Linked DNA regions of Gossypium hirsutum: region 1 is linked to region 2. The links are chromatin contacts, called in public Hi-C maps. All regions are on one chromosome and are shown on one strand. The core of a region is the stretch at or near the end of the contact, and the rest is flanking DNA. Distances in the headings are between cores, read along the strand shown. Region 1 has its middle 25 kb from the start of LOC107915847. Region 2 holds the start of LOC107914900.

Evidence for each region. A called contact is a pair of places that touch in the nucleus more often than the background predicts.
Region 1: a contact with region 2 is called in a Hi-C map of leaf, with 2.4 times the contacts expected there. The contact joins the enhancer-like site here to the promoter of LOC107914900 in region 2. A contact is called at or near these places in 4 of 34 Hi-C or Micro-C datasets (leaf and seedling).

What each region holds. Positions count from the first base shown.
Region 1 is chrD10:42,608,319-42,611,018 of Gossypium_hirsutum_v2.1, reverse strand. No RefSeq gene overlaps it. Among protein-coding and RNA genes, the nearest start is that of LOC107915847, 25 kb to the right of the region's middle. Within about 2 kb of position 1,283, at least 5 of the 9 cell types and tissues checked have an H3K27ac peak or open chromatin away from gene starts, as enhancers often do. A contact at or near this core is called in leaf, where this site is marked.
Region 2 is chrD10:42,066,550-42,069,249 of Gossypium_hirsutum_v2.1, reverse strand. LOC107914900 reads left to right here and starts at 1,403. Exons shown (of 5, transcript XM_016843951.2): 1 at 1,403-1,796; 2 at 2,700. The coding sequence starts at 1,729.

The DNA of each region.
Region 1 (2,700 bases), core at 34-2,533, 540 kb before region 2:
CATATGCAGTGCATAAACCCCATGCGAATGCAACATATTTCAACAAAGAAATCTAAAAAACCATAAACCCAAATGCCCTTAAATCGAAAAAACCATAAACCAACAAAGAAAGTTAACTGGCCAGGACACCTATTCCATTAGACCTGTAACCGAAAACGTTAGTAGGTGATTGATTTGTCACTTTTTGCTAGTGCTAATGACTGATTTGTTATTTTTTGGAAGTTGATTGTCTAAATTAAAAGTTGAGTGACTGTTGGTGTAATTTACCCTTCAATTTATTAATAAGCCATAAAGGTTGTTTGTCCCCTTGAAAGTTTTATTCTATTCGAAGTTTGGCAAAAATATCAATTTTGAAATATCAATTTAGATTATAGATCAATATTAATTATTTAAATAATATCGATTTGTTAATATTTTATTTATATTGATTTGTTTCAATTTTATTGGTGTACGGTACATGCTTCGAGATATTTATTTTATATTAAAAAAATTATGCTGATTTTAAAAAGTTTAAATAAATATAATATAATATATTAATAATTAATTGCTTCATATGTGTTAGTTTTAAAAATTTTAAATTAATTCTCTAACAAATTATATTTATTCAAAATTAGATTTTAATAAAGTTTATATAAAATAAAATAGTATATTATTTTAAAATTAACTTCTTAATACGTAAAAAAATTCAATTAACTACATCATATGCTTCATATGTGTTACTTTTAAAATTTTCAGTTTACTCAAAAAAATATATTATATTTACTTAATATGAAAAAATTCAGTTAATGTCGATTGAGTCTTAGCTTGATTAGCATGGGTATTGTTGTCAATGCAGGAGGACACCGGTTCGAGTGCGTTGATGTGCATTATCCTTCGATTTATGGGTCGGGGAGGGACTATGGGTAGTTCTAAGTATTGTGTCAAAATAGCAGATATGATCATAACCTATAATGAGATTATTTAAAAAATCAAGTTAATAATCATTTTAATTGCAAAAAGAAAACTATAAAAATAAGGTGGATGAGAGTCTTTTGGGGATTATTATTTTTAAATAAAATAGATTGGGCTTTATTACTTTGAAATCCAAAACAAACAAAAATGAAAAAAAATCTATAAAATTAAAAAAACAAAAAAACTCACGCAAACCCAAATAAAAGGCCCAAACTTATGTAAAAAAAATATCAGAACAAAAAAGAAAATTCCAAAAAGTCTACATCACTATTCCATTGCCCAATCAGCTCAATCCTTAGCAACCGTCCCAACACCTGCAATTAATTTCATTTTTCGACGGTTCAAAAGTACAAAGAGAAGTGAGTAGCATTTCCTTTCATCCTTGACATTAACTCTTTCTTTCTCCATTCTTTACCACCGCATCACCTTCTTTATTCCAGTTCCTTCGCTCTGTCCACTCCCTCCTCTAGGTAAAAGGACTCACCCCCTCTCAGTGTTTCTTTCGTAATCGGTGTGGGCTAACTCATTGGCTGATCTTGGTATATGGCTGAAAAAGATCTTTTGAAATTCGTCTCTCAACTGATGTATATATATGATATAAGCACCAATTAACGATTTATTCAGATGTATTGACTGACATTTCTTAATTGTTGACAATGAATCGCCCTCGTTTATTACTTGCACCCGACCCTGTTCTATACCCATTTGTATTGCTCGATGGCAAGCAATAGCTTCAACAGCGAAGGCTAAAAAAACCCCTTAATTAGTCTCCGCTCGTGAAAGTACCACTTTCCCTTTAGCATTCTTTGCCACAACACTCAAAGCCGATTGAAATCTCTGTCCGTCAAAAGTGCCATCAAAGTTGATTTTAATGGTTGAATCTGATGTTACCCTCTAGCACACCAATCCAGTTTCTTTTGTAATTGTCCTCTTCTCTGTCTCAGTAATCTTTACAATGTAACCCCTGATGAAATGTGCTATATCCCTCCCTGTAGCAAACTCACTCTCATGGACCCTTATGTTCCTATCTCGCCAGATAACCCATAGCGCGTAAAAAAAAGCCATCACTGAGTGATAGAACATGCATCAAATACTCCAGTAAGCCAATGTCCAAACCCAAAATCTTGATTACTTAGGAAATGTGAAAATTTAAGATCTGACCATACTTCAATTGTTACACGGCATACTCGAAACAAATGATCCACTATTTCCTCCTCCCTTTCTCAACGAGGACAGCATGTTGTGTTCACAAGTTTCTTGTATTTCATGTTAGCTAATGTAGGCAAGTAATTCAAAGAAATATTCCAAACTATAATTTTAATTTTCCCAGGGAGCTCCATAGCTTTTTGTAGAAATCACTAGAAATTGATTGTAAAGCGTAAGCACTAGAAACCCTCGAAGTATCTGTAATAGTATATAAGTACTTCGGATGGAGAACTCCCCTGAAGACTCACATCCCACACCAACCAATTATCATGAGCCTCTTTTACCAACGGAATACGGAGGATTTGGGTTGCATCCGACGTCGAGAAGGTATTACTAATTAACTCATGCTTCCATTTTCTTTCATTTGCATCTATAAGTTCTAACACCAATGAATGCTGCAAATTAAGAATAGAAGTAGATAATCTAAAATTATAATTCCCAAGGATCCATGCATCATCGATAATTGAGATTTTTTTTCCCGAACCCACTCTCCAGCCTAACCCTTCCTTTAAAACACCTTTCATATCTCATATGCTTTTCCAA
Region 2 (2,700 bases), core at 154-2,653:
TTATACCCCCAACCTCTCGAGCATAACCCATTGAGGATCAATGCAAACACCCCGTAGAATACCCTAAAGCGCCACTCTTCAGAAACTAGGCCCACTCATTAGAGTAAGTACCATACCTTGGGAAAATCCCTGACATACCACCTCTTAGAGCATCAAATGTGCGAACTCCTTTCCCAACACCTCGCTTGGAAATGATATAAGAGCTTTTTAAGAACTCCTCGATCTAGGCACACCTGTACATAAATCAGGTGAAGGCCTCACTGAACTTCCATTTATGACACTAGTCGCCAAACACTAATTCCGCCTTACATGATTGAGAGCTTGTCTCATCGCAACTCTAGCAGCCATAGGCCCAGGCCTACCATGGCAGACTAGTTGACATTATCTCCCCAATCACCAATAACATCGGGACATGTGGCACCTCAGGATCACAACCTGTTATATAAGCCAACAACGACTCCCAAATCTAGGGACCGAATTTCTCTCTCTCACTCTCTCTCCTTCCAACCTTACATCCTTCTCTAACATCCACAACGACTCTCTGCCTTGCCCTAAACTAGGTGAATTGTCGAAAACCGTCTTAACCCTCCCTTGTTGAATCCTATCCTCAACAGTTTTCTAATGAATATTCCTAACTTCTTCTTTTTTTTTTTTAAATAAGCCATGTTCTTATTTAATTAAATTTATTTGAGAAAGATATTATGTGCAACCTTAATAAATTTACAATAATATTAGTTTCAATTGTATTAATATTCAACAAAATTTCAAATAAATAATATTTAAATACGAATAATTAAATATAACTCTTATAAGAAAAGGTATTGAAGCATACTATACATATATTTACATAGAATATTATATTATTTATACACATTTTTCTTCAAAAACATTAATACAAGACACTCACATATTCATATATAATTTTATGATTGATTAACTTTTATCAAACTTGTTAAATTAAATGGTATGAAATTTACTCTTCATTAAACAGTTTTGGCCTCATTTAAAAGTTGAGCTTAATTTGAATATAAATTTAATAGAATGCAAATATTGATTAGAAAGCCGAGGTCTTAGAAAAAGGAAACCTTTTCTTTCTTTAACACATATTCCTCCAAATGACAACTTCAAATCTAAGATTAAAACATTAATTATAGATAAATCTCACCTAATTAGACCTTTTTTTAACACCGAGAATTTCCTTTCAGCTTTTCCCAAAACCACATTCACTCAATTCACATTCAAATTTCACAAAATGGACCCCAAAACAGGACCGGCGGCAAAATTGAAGGATTTTAAAACTTAAAAACACGTCTCAGGATGGCAACGATCGTAAATTACACCAAACCACAGGGATATTTCCGTACATAAACTAAAAAATAAGATTCAACTCGCTTCCTACTCTCGTCCACGTCACGTCACGCGCCTTCGGAGACTAAAACCAACGAATTTGATTGGTCAAACGGACGTGTTCCATTCCTAATTCCGCGAGTATAAAGACAGTCTCCTACTTGCGCTCCAACATCGTTTTTACACTGATCTCTCTCTCTCTCTCTCTCTCTCTCTCTCTCTCTCTCTCTCTCTCTCTTTATAAAAAAACCTCCGGCTATTGGGGTTTTTGGTTTCGTAGATTCGTTTCGCTTCATTTTTGTCTCGTTTTCAAACAGTAATTTCCTTTTTTTTTTCATTGTTATTTTTCTTGGAATTTTTTGAAGTGTTTAATCCAAAAAAATGGCGTTAGTTTCATTCGTCGGGAGGGTTCTTTTCGCTTCAATGTTCATCCTCTCTGCTTGGCAAGAGTAAGCCTTTCTTCAGATCTGCACTTTATCCTTTCTTTTTTGTTATTTTTTAAAATAATAGAACCTGTTTTGTTCTGTTGAAAAAAGAAGTAACAATATTAGGCATAGCCTGGATCTGAACGCGGATTTTGGAACTCGAGAGCTCTTATGAATGTCTAAAAGTTTATTTGAACTTTATTAATGATGATTTATCGCTCGTTCTCTCTCATTAAATAAAAGGATGATTAACTGTGGCGTTTTATTTAAACAGATCTTGTTTTTAATAATGTTGCTAGCTTTATTTGAAGATCCAGTGCAAATTAAGGTGGTGTTAAGAGTAAAATTTTAAATATGTATTGCTAATCTGGCTTGCTAGAATTGCTTAGATGTTTAATTCTTGGAGCTGCTATATATATATGATTTAAGTGTTTATGATATAATAAACCTTTTATTTAAGTTCTAGATCTCATGAATATCATAAATTTTGTAATGGTTGTTGTTGGTTGGCAGTTAGTATGTTGTATAAATGGTATCTGTTTAACTAATTATGCATGAAAATTATTCACAGTCGCATGTGGGGTTTTGAAGTGGAATTGCCAATCTTTTATAGAATGAAAATCCTTAGTTCTACTCATTTGCGTAGGGGCTTGCGGAGGCTATGGTGTAAATTTTTAGCATTGTCATTGTGCTGAAGGAAATATTTATCTATCTATCTATATGTATATATATATATATATATATTTTACATTAGCTAAAACATACGTATTAAAGAGCTGTAGAACTAGGTTTTTCTTTTTTTTCTTTTTAATCACAAGTGAGCTGTTTACTACATTGAGCTTATATTTATTGTATTTTGTAAATCAGGACTACCATAGGTTTTGTCATGCTTGTCTCTAATCCTATGTTATGTGCTCATGTGTATAGG